Linked DNA regions of Drosophila melanogaster: region 1 is linked to region 2. The links are chromatin contacts, called in public Hi-C maps. All regions are on one chromosome and are shown on one strand. Each heading gives the region's core, a stretch centred on a gene start, on an enhancer-like site or on the middle of the called end of the contact. The rest is flanking DNA. Distances are from core to core; before and after follow the strand shown.

Region 1 (5,667 bases), core at 3,025-5,524, 170 kb after region 2:
CCCAGTCGATTGGCCACCTGGGCTGGCAGACTGATTAGCAATTGAAAGAACGCTTTCACCTGGGCATCCAGCTCCTCCACTTTTCTTTCCGGCATAACTTTGATGGTCCGCGCAAAGCGCTGCATTAAGGAAGCTCTCTGGCGGGAGATGTGCAGCAAGGCGATAGAAATTAGGCTCTCATCCTTAACCATGTTTTCCAGTAAGGAACTAATAGTACTGGGAAACTTATCCAATCTAGTCTGAAGCGACTCAAAGGCAACCGATACATAATCAAAGCTGTGATCCAGTTTAAAAATGTTAACGACTTCAACATCCTGCGATGGCTCTGGCCAATCCTGGCTGAATAGCTCTGTCAATTGATTCAGCAATGCGGCATACTCTCCATGGGCAAGACAGGTCCAGTCGCACGTCTGACGATCGAGGCCAACCAACTGCTCAGGTGTGGTAAATCCGGGCAGTGCGTTTGAGTTATGCAGTTCCCCCAAAATAGCTGCTACTTGGGCAACGGCTGAAGCGCTCTGGACCTGCATTAAATCGCGCAGCTGCTTCTGTGCCTTGGAAAAAGCTAGACGCATTGCCTCAGATGGTGGCTGTGGGGAAGCCGACGACATCGAATCATTACTGGATGCCAACTGCTCTTCAACAGCTACGAGAGAGAACGAGAAGAGAACGAGTGCATCCGATTGGAAAATGTTGCCGTTTATATGTGGGAGGATGAGATAGTGTATCTTTGTGTGGGCTGTGGAGCTCGAGGTAGAGATAACGGCTCTAGTCAAGCTCGGAAGGCGCACCTTCATGCAGCGATACCTAAATATATCATGAAGTGACTAAGGCCAATGCAATTACTCTAATCTTAAAACTATTTCAAATTTAATAATATGTTAAGCTACAAGAATCAAACTACAACTCACCCATGGGCATGCTTTGGTGAATGGACAGATCGCCCAGGCCTGCCAGGAGATCTGTAGCCGTTGTGGCTGCTGCCGTCGAGGTGGGAGCTGAATTAAACAGGTCAAACGAATCGTTCGCCGGCGTGGCAGTCTTCAGCAAATTACCGTCCAGCGCAGATGTCGACGTTGTCGAGCCTTGGAACGCCGCAAAGTCGGCGAACTCATCGTTCGCAGCCGGAACCAGGCCCGTTGATGGTGGCTCGCTGATCGTCGATCCCGCCGAGGGCTGCCCGAAAGCAGAGGCGAAGTCGCCGAATTCCTGCTGGCTAGCATCGCTGGCACGCGGATTGAAGTCATCATCGTCATCCACAATCACGGCAGCACTGTTCAGCGTCTTCTCCTGCCCCGGCGGTGGCGAGCAGGTCTTGAACAGATCGTCCAGCAGATCGTTGTTATTGCTTTGCGTATTATTGTTTGCCTTGGAAGTAGACGGCGATGGCGAAGCGCCGCCCATCAAGTCCACGCTGGTGGGAGTGTCACGGTGAGTTGGTGAGTGAATGCCAGCAGCACCGCCAGGAGCTGGCTTTCCAAAGTTTGCTGCCGCACCCAGATCGATCTTCTTCTGGGACAGCGCTGGCTTGGCAGAAGCCGTTGAAGTGGGCTGCTTGGAGACAGGGGAACTGACGGTCTTCGAACGAATGTTCATGTTGAGGCTGGAAGGTTTGGCCTCGCTGGCTACTTCGGCAGGACTCGCACGGTCATTGTATCGATAGTTACGTCTGTGAGGAGAAAAGAGTACATTAGGATATAGAGCAGGTTAATCGGAAAAGTGAAAACTTGCCTTGGACTGGGTGAGTCGCTATCGGATCCCTCTCGCTCTCCATCGTAGTGAGTATCATCATCCTCATACCGATCCTTGTCGGCGCTTTTGTCGGAGTCTGAAGAAAAATCATCAATATTAATATTACATATAGAGAATTTGAACAAAAATCTTAAAAAAATAAAAATTTCTTACTTACACCAATTGTCTCCACGACTAGAGCGATAGTCGCCATCATTGTAGCCACCGCTGCCACCGCCGCCTCCTCCAGATCCACCGCTATAGCCGCTGTAGCCACCGCTTCGCATGCCCATGGCGTCGCTGCTCATGCCGATGTACTTGTCCTTGTTCTTCTTCGCCTTTTTGCGCTCCTCGCGCAAACGATCATCATCCTGAATAAAGTCTATAAGCTCTCGTACCTTATGCCTAACATTAATACCCTGATCCTTGCCGCCCTCGTCGGTGAATGTATAGTTCTCCAGCGAGCGCAGATCGTAGATGTGCTCCCGAGAGGAGGTTACCACCCGTTCAGAGCCGTTTCGCACCAAATAGTTTAGCAGAAGGAGGCTCTGTAAGTAAATATATACTCGTTAGCTCTATATTTATTAGTTTAAACTGAAAACGTTACCTTGTACGTGCGTCGCCAGTTGGTTTTATTGTCCTGCAGCATGCGCTTCCACAGCATGGACATCACCTCCGGGAATGTTTCGTATGAGAAGGTGGAATAGGCCAATTCCTGCATGAGGGGTCCTGTAGGCCCCCAAGGATCATCGTTGGTGGCCTCCCGCACCTTGCCCTCCGTTTCCGTGTAATTCATCACGACATTGGTGCTGCAAGTGGGAACGAAGTCATTGTTTTATTTTAAAGTAACTATTAACTATTCACGATGTTAGTCGTAGAACTTTTGTACATATGTAAATACAAATCTTAATCCGAGCTTGTTTCCTTAAATAATTGATATATACTTAAGTAAAGAAAAAAGGCATATTGACTGGGACATTCCGTAAACTCAATTGAATAGATAATCAAATAGATAGAGGGCCAGTTAATCAGAACTGGTATTTTTAAGTAAACGTTGTGTGACGATATGGATATACAATGCAAAGATGCAGATAAATAAGTAATACGCATGGCTTGGCTGCGACGTTGATAGACGTTCGAAACGTGATGGAAGTGGGCCAATTGTCGCAAATGGGCCATCTAGGTGTTCCTTATCAGTTCGAGATAAGCCCTAGGAAAGGTGTACCCGCGCACTTAACCTAATGAGTTCGGTGTTGGCTATCGAGCCACCATTATTTATTCGAACTATAGGCTCGCTTTTAGAAATAACTACCCCATAAAAGGCGCAGGTGAAAGGGGACACCCATAATTAATAATTCGATGGGGGAAAGAGAAACACCCATTTCACTGGAAAGCCTGGAAGTGGAGCTGTTAACACAGGTGAAAAAATTGTTATATTTGGGCAGTCGAAAGCAAACAAATTGTTTCTTGATAAAGCCCCACACACACAGGCGCATATACACATGGATATCAATATCGGAATGTGGCTGTGTTGGTAAAGCTCTCTTGAAATGGCGAACAACCTTGAAAGCAGTTAAAAACGTGAACCTAATCCAGCACCCCGATGCAGTTGATCCATAAGTAAGATATCTTTATGAATTATTAGGGATTTATGCATGACATAGGGCTTTTGAAATCCTTGAGGAGTTGGGGGCGTGGCGGGAAATCAGAAAACTTGGGGCGTGGGAGTCTTAACATTCACTTCGGCGTTAAGGGAATGTTATACACACATCCCATTACATATACGTATGGATATATCCTATATATTCCTGATCACTTACACCTTGTCCGCCAATTCGCGCACTTTCCACATGCTGATGAATTTATCCACCATTTTGAGACTATTGAATGCTACGGAATTTTTCACACAATCTCGTCGAAAAGTGGCTGGAAAATCCAACTACAACAAGACGTCGAACTCGTTTTCGCTTGGCGTGCCGTTTTCTGACTGTTTTGCAGCTGACGATTTGCACTTTTGCATGGAAACGGCGCACCTGTCTCGCACCCGCGCTTTCCGCAAACAAAAATGTAAAAATTTAAACGAAAATTGTAAAACAAAATCACAGCAGCTAATATTTGGTGAGCTGTCGTGTCCAGTGTTGCAAACAGTGTTTCCAACTCTCACTGTTCAAGTGTAGCTAAATCCGATAAATAGCTGTAGCCGTTATTAATGAAAATTAGCTTTTTAAATTTGTGCTCCAAATAGTTCAATAAAATATTAGTTTTCTTATTAATAAAGCACAAAGAGAAATCGGCATAGTTATAAAATGGGAACCATTTACCAATAACCGAAATAGTTCAATAAAACATTAGTTTTCTTATTAATAAAGCACAAAGAGAAATCGGCATAGTAATAAAATTGGAAGCATTTACCAAATAACCGAAAGCACATGCAATGACACCTAAGTTCCGGAATAAAAAACGCCAGATCTAGCTAGAAAATGCTGAGTTGGCAGCACAGCTCGCAGTGTTACAAAAGCTTTGCATGGAGCCGACGGGTCTTACCCTACACTACCATCAGCTGAACGCTGCTGTCATCTGTGGATTCTCAACGTTCAATAGGAAAGTTTACTAAAATAAATGAAAATACTAAATGAAACGTGAAGGATATCAGGGGAAATAAGACGGTTCAAGTCATGAATATAAGCCTATATCATTGGCATGCTTTGTAAAGCCCCTTCCTGGCCGCTAAAAATGTAAACAAAAAGGTTATGTAAACTTCTGTGGTCTCTTGCAGCGTGTGGATTGACTGAAAATGTTGGGACTACAACGTTTTGCCGGCAGTTTTGTCACCCAGTTGTACCGCCGTGCAGCCTTCAGCAGCAGTGTCCGGGCAGCGGGCATTCCCGTGGCGCCCACTGGAGCACAATCGGATGCAGTGGAGCCGGAAGCACGCGCGCCGGCTGTGGAGGAGGCGGCCAAAAAGCCCAGGGGTAGGTAGATTCTAAAATTGTTGTCCTCCTTACTAATTGGTATTCACTCCATCCTTATTGCAGGCCACATGGTAGCCGCTGCTTTCGAATCCCTTAGAAACGACGATCCCAAAGATGAGAGCAAAAGCCAAGCCTCCAGCAAGATCGATGAGCGTATCATCAACGCAAAGACAGTCAATGGACTGCTAACTATCACGGAGAACAACAATGGCTTCTCGAGGAAGCATGCCCTCAGAATTGTCTCCATACTGGCCGAGTGGAGCACCTTGAATCGAGTAAAGATCTCGGAATTCGAGAACGACACAAGGTTCCTACGTATTTGCCGGATGTTGGGCCGGACGGTTCCCAAAAATAATAATGCTAACAACAAGGACCTTGGTGACAATGGGACGGCCAAGCGGATTTCCGGCTTCCGAACAGATGACCTAAACACGGTGCTTGGCGTAGCTGGTGACGATGAGGCCGCTAAGCTGATAGCTAGCATCAGTCTGCCCCAGATGGTCAAGGTGATGAGCACCCTGGCCCAGCGGAAGAGGCGTAGTACTCCTCTCTTGCGCTCCCTGGCCTTTAATATCAGCAGCGCGTCGGAATCGCTGGATTTAAAGCAAGCGGGGGATGTGCTGTTCGCTATGTCCACGTTGAATTTCCAGGATTCTGTTCTAGGCGCTAAAGTGTGTGCGGATGTGCAATCGGCGCTGCCTAAGAATGTGGAGAAGTCTGCCGTTGTGGGATCCATTATCACCAGCCTGGGCATTTTACGATACCGGGATTTGGGTTAGCTCGGATATAAACACATCAGAAAAAGTTGTGATTAATGTAATTTATTTTTTTCGGTAGATATCTTGGAATCACTTACGCAGTGGCTTTTAAAGAATAGTGAAATCTGTCGCCCCCAAGATCTCAGTGCCTATTTCCTAACATCGGCCCTGCTAAACTTCAAAAGCGCTCAATTGGAGGAAGTGAG
Region 2 (5,588 bases), core at 2,085-4,584:
CCGCGATTCCCGCCATGGTAGAATCCTGCCATCTTGGCAACGATGTAGCTATGGCCCTGCTACTCACCATAATGGGACGGTACACGGGAGAACCAGTTGAACTGGACCAGAAGGAATATGTATGAACCTAAAACTGATTCCATCAGCACTTTAAAATCTAAACCCATATATATGCAGGCTCTCAAGGCTTTTGAAATGGCCAAAACGGTCAACTGGCGCCAGTTGGCAAACAGTGGACGCCAGGCAGATTTGTTTATGCTCATCCGCACTTTCAGCATGATCATCAATTGCAGACGTATACGCGAGGAGTGTCCTGATTGGAAGGACAATCTGGGTGCCGAGATACACAAGTACTTCCTGCAGGTGCGCATGGATCACTCCGCCGCCTATGGCGACTTTGAAATGATGGTGAGTGCCTATGCATTTATAATAAGGGAATCGGTAAAGATAAAGATTGCTTTGCAGATTGAACGATTCATAGCTTATTGCGTGGTTCGGGGCGCCTCAACAACGTAAGTTGAAATGGCGTAATATTGTTGTAAGTACGTAAGTACGTTAATTAAATGATATTTTTCATCCACAGACCCCAACTTTGCAGCTTCAAGATTTCCGAGCAAACAAATTCAGAGTTCCAATAATTGCTGGAGTGTAGTTATGTTAAGTAGTTTACTTATTATTACAGTCTAAGAGTAACATAGGTATCATACAGCTGAGATCAAAAAAGCAAACCAAATATATCATTTCTTAAGTAGTGGACCAAAGTTTTTAGTGTTTATTTCCCAATTAAATGAAATGGCCTTCAAATTCAAAATACGCGCCATTGCTGCACAGGCTTTTTTAGCCCATTGTCGCAATGTGAGTATTTCTTGGCGCTCTGGCGGCGGTCACACAACGCGCGACGGCACGTGTTGACTGCATTTAAAAAGCGATTTTAATAACATTTGGCAGGAGTTGCAGTGGCCGAGCAGTCGCACCAGTCGCCCAGCATGTTCTACCTAATCGGCCTCGGCCTTGGCGACCTGAAGGACATCACGGTCAAGGGTCTGGAGATAGTGAAGCAATGCAGTCGCGTCTATCTGGAGATGTACACCTCGATTCTGGGCTGCAGCCTTGAGGATATGGTAGGTATCTGGAATGGCCTTCGTTCTGGGAGCACCCCCAATGCTAATTGCATCTCCACTTTGTTCGCAGCAAGAGTTCTATGGACGACCACTGCTGCTAGCCGACCGCGATCTGGTGGAGCAGGGTGCGGATGAGATCCTGGCGGGTGCGGGCGAATCCGATGTTGCGCTGCTCGTGGTGGGCGACCCCTTTGGCGCCACCACCCACACAGACTTCATACTGCGCGCCAAGGAGAAGAACATCCCCTACAAGGTCATCCACAATGCATCGATCATGAACGCCGTCGGCTGCTGCGGCCTGCAATTGTACAAATTCGGCGAGACCGTTTCGATTCCGTACTGGGACGAGACATGGAAGCCGGACAGCTTCTACGACAAGATCAAGCTGAATCGCCTGCACAACATGCACACGCTGTGCCTGCTGGACATCAAGGTGAAGGAGCCCACGCCGGAGTCCTTGATGCGCAAACGCAAGGAGTACATGCCACCGCGTTTCATGACCGTGGCGGAGGCGGCTCATCAGTTGCTGTCCATTGTGGAGAAGAAGGACTCGCTGGAGAAGAACACAGTGCTCAACGAGCAGTCACTGTGCGTTGGACTGGCCCGTGTTGGCCAGGAGTCGCAGCAGATTGCCGTTGGCACGCTGCTTGAGATGCGCTCGACCGATTTGGGCGGACCGCTGCACTCGCTCATCATTCCCGCCAAGGAGATGCATCCGCTGGAGGTGGAGTTCTTGCAGCAGTATGCCCCCAGCATCAAGCTGGACGACTACAACCACTAATTCCGCTGCGAAATTACCTAATTTAGTGTCTAGGAAATGTTGTCTGTGCATCTGAATTGAATTTACGAAGCAAGAGGAGCTGGAAGCTCAGGAAGAAAGTGATATCGCTTGATGCCACCCGTATACGTATGTAGCCTGCCCAGCGGCAGCTGAAATAAAACCGCATTCACCCATCGTACGATTATGTGTATTTATCTCCGAAGCTTTAATAGATTGTTTGCATATATCAATAGTAGAGACCTCGCATGCGGCGCGCGGATCCCTGGCGGTCGTACAGCATATTAAACTTGTTCACAAAGTGGTGCATATCATTGCAGCCCTTGGTCAGCGTGCCCAGGTAGCTAATCAGTCCCACATCGTTGCACTGCGTGTAGAATTCCTCCTGGAAGGCGGGCACCTGCATGACGGGCAGTCGGTGGCAGAGAGCGTAGGCTTCTCGCAGAATCTCTTGGTTGGCCCGCAGCTTTCCGGCCTCCACATCGCGTATGTACTGCAGCACGATCTTGATGCGTGTATTTAGCATCTTAATGGCACTGTCCTGGGCCACCAAATGCTCCGCCACCACGCTCTTCTCGCCGGACTCGTTCGAGGTCATGCGCGCCACATGATCCACACCAATGCGCTCCGCCTCCTCGGTGGCCAGTGTGTAGGTGAGGGGCACGAACAGCATGGTGGCCTCGCCGTCCACCAGATCGATTAGGGACTCGAATAGCTTCAGGGGAAGGTGGTCGACGCTGCGGGAGAGCGGATTCAGCTGTAGCATGATGGGGCACTCGTTGATGGCGGCTATCTGTCTTTGGATCTTAATGTCATCGGCAGTGGGATTGTCGCCGGTTGTGTACCAGCCTATGAAGTCGAGATCACTGAACACCTGGGGAAAAAAGAGTAACAGCTGGTAAAGCAGCGTATGTAGAGGCTTGGACACCCACCTGCTTGTACTGTTGTTCCTTCTTGTTGTAGTAGTCCTTGTTGATCACTGTTTCATCGCCAATAACGTCCGTCTTCAGTTCGAACGAGTTCATAATCTCAATGTTGCGGCCCTTCTGCTTGCCAATCAGTGCTCCGTACACCTGTCGCGGCTCACCGTGCTGTGCACGAAAGCGTGTCCAGTGCTCGGAGATGTTCATTATGACCAGCGGATGCAGCGATATGGTCACAGAACCACTGGTGCCCGCTGCAGCCATTATGTTTCCCTGCGGCTGTGGGTTTTGATCCGCAGTCTTATCCACTGCCATACTGCTCCCGGCGGCGGCGGAGGACGATGTGCTGGGCTTGGCCGACATGTCAACGTCCACTTCCATTTGCTCCATGCTGTCGGGGGGCCTTTATTTACACGTAGTTTGCGGTATAAACTTAATTTTACTTCTTTTTGTTTGACAAGCTCCGGTATAAGCTGTCGTTATCGTTATTGGTGGTCTCTCAGTAGTACGATATTACTTATCGCTATCTATCGGGACAGCAGAATGGTGTGACCACACCTTATGCAGTCTAAGCAGTGGCGCGAACCTTTTTAAACTGAACGTCGGCGTTGCCGGCTCGATTATAGTATTAGCGAGTACTATATTTGAATTTATGTTTTGTAATTCCTGTTAGCTTAATTATGCGCCAAATTAACCATATATATTTCTATTAAAGCATTTTTAGTCAATTCGGTTACATATATTTTTAATATGCACTAGATTCGTTTGTGGAAGTTTCTAAAATTGATATGTTTCTAAAATTTATTTATCTCTTTCGCACCGAAAGACCCTGCCAATATACAGCTCAGTTTTTTCCGCTGTGAATTTAGAACATATTGAAACCCAGTTGGTTGGTTTTCGGTTTTATTTTATTTATCTTTTCTTCGTTTTTATTTGTCTTGGCTTTTAATTTCGTGCTCGCCGTATTTGTTCGTGCGAATTTTGTAAGTTAGACTAGTTGGCTTAGGACTACAAATATTTAACATTTAACAGGCTATTTACAAATCGTCTATACACAATTACAATTACAATAATCACTTAGCCTAAGGGAATTAAAGACTAAACGCGTTTCGTTCGTGAGGTTCTAGAATTAGGCGACTTACACATTAGGCAGATCTCGAAAATTGACCCAGTTTGTTGTACGGTTCTACACATGCGAATGCAGCCACAGATGGCGAGAATGCGATGCGATGCGAAGCGAAGCAATCAAGCGAAGCTGGCGAGGGGATAATCGCCAAGTTATAATTGATGTTGCGCATACGCCCCGTGTTCCCCATGCTCGATCGATCGATCATCGGAAGGCGGACTTCCTCTTCTTCGTTCTCTTCTGTGGTTGTGTGTGTGTGTGCGTGCACGCTCGTGTATTTATGGCTCTTAAGCTTAGCTTAGCGTTAGTTGAAACCTTTGTACCAAAACTACTTCCGTTCCGTCCGTTGCCATCACCAATCTGGTCCGTTTATGTAAAATTTGTTCCCCCCAATGTTGGGCAATCCCTGGAAGCACTTTTCTCACTGCTTTCGATTTTCAATTCAGTTGGCTTTCAGCTTTTGCGCCAGCATCGCCGTGTTATTGTTGCTGTCCGCCTTGCAGGGCGTGGCATCCAGTTGCTGCTGTTGCTTCTGCTGTTGCTGCTGCTGCTGCAGTTGCTGCGCCGCCTTGGTCTTCCTGTAGCTCTGCATGTAGAAGTTCATGAAGAGGCAGAAGAAAATGGATGCATTCAATAGGAGCAGCGCAGAGATGAACTTGGAGAACTGGCACTGGTTGCTGAAGAGGGCGCGGAGGGTGTGGAAGATGCACAGCACGAACTGGGCCTAAAAAAAAAGGGAAAAATAATATGAATTTTACAGAGATCATATACTCATTATACCCTAGTTATAGTAGGTTGCACAGCTAGACCTTGTTTTCTAATTGTTGATGTAATTTTTATCGTGCGTCCAAGCAGATTAACGTTGTCTTGTCTAATCACACATATTAAGAATAAGGTTGTGGGAACCATATGGCAAACAGACTTGTTACGCTTGAATTCTGGGAAAGTTCCGAAGAGAGAGCACACGCCTCCTTCGAGCGGCTTGCTCGCAATCAAAGCTCAACTTGACCCACCTCTTTATGGTCATTGGCGCTGTCGAAGGGCATTGAGTGGAGCTTGTCTCGTTACGGAAGTTGTAACGTCATTCAATTAGCCAGTTCCCTAACTGCCGAGTCATAACTTATACTTTTTGCAGTCCGGGTTACAGCTCTTTGAATGCTGCTAATAAAACGGCTGGCAGTGGAGCACCCTTGAGCTGGGCGGGCAATCAAAAAGCACTCAGTGCGGCTACAATGTGCGCACATTGATTGGAATTAGCCGGAGTGTCAGTGTGATATGAGGCTATTAACTAGCTGCTGACTAGCTATGCTTAGCCCAGTCCAACAAGCTGGCTCCGATTGGCCCCTGTGCGACCCCTTGGCGCGTGTTATGGGCTTTTATAGTTACCGATAATGTTTGATCATAAGATAATCTAATGGCACCCACACCCACTGCATGCTAAAGAGTTGACGACAAGATTCTAGCCTTTTAATCGTACAAGCACTCAGAAGCCAAAGAATGTCAATGAGCTAGTTGCTTAGTCTAAAATTCCAGTAAACGTAACTAGATTCAAGAACGGCGAAGTGAGCCATAGGAATAATATGTATAAATTAAATGGAATGCCGAAGCTAATGATCATTGATTTATCGTTGATGGTTAAG

Evidence for each region. Hi-C and Micro-C count contacts between places; a contact is called where the count stands out from the background.
Region 1: a contact with region 2 is called in a Hi-C map of the Kc167 cell line, with 4 times the contacts expected there. The contact joins the promoter of CG13850 here to the promoter of CSN6 in region 2.

The regions. Positions count from the first base shown.
Region 1 is chr3R:22,409,522-22,415,188 of dm6, reverse strand. CG13850 reads left to right here and starts at 4,274. Exons shown (of 7, transcript NM_142781.5): 1 at 4,274-4,332; 2 at 4,508-4,703; 3 at 4,767-5,477; 4 at 5,541-5,667. The coding sequence starts at 4,526. lqfR (liquid facets-Related) reads right to left here and starts at 3,888. Exons shown (of 6, transcript NM_170009.4): 1 at 3,552-3,888; 2 at 2,339-2,540; 3 at 1,910-2,279; 4 at 1,732-1,828; 5 at 912-1,669. The coding sequence starts at 3,604.
Region 2 is chr3R:22,578,519-22,584,106 of dm6, reverse strand. It overlaps CSN6 (COP9 signalosome subunit 6), which reads right to left and starts at 3,334. Exons shown (of 2, transcript NM_079727.3): 1 at 2,832-3,334; 2 at 2,074-2,773. The coding sequence starts at 3,212. The coding sequence ends at 2,129. CG33110 reads right to left here. Exons shown (of 6, transcript NM_176539.2): 6 at 3,715-4,672. The coding sequence ends at 4,391. Dph5 (Diphthamide methyltransferase) reads left to right here and starts at 882. Exons shown (of 2, transcript NM_079728.5): 1 at 882-1,121; 2 at 1,192-2,079. The coding sequence starts at 987. The coding sequence ends at 1,902. CG33107 reads left to right here. Exons shown (of 6, transcript NM_176540.2): 3 at 1-119; 4 at 178-408; 5 at 466-512; 6 at 584-755. The coding sequence ends at 638.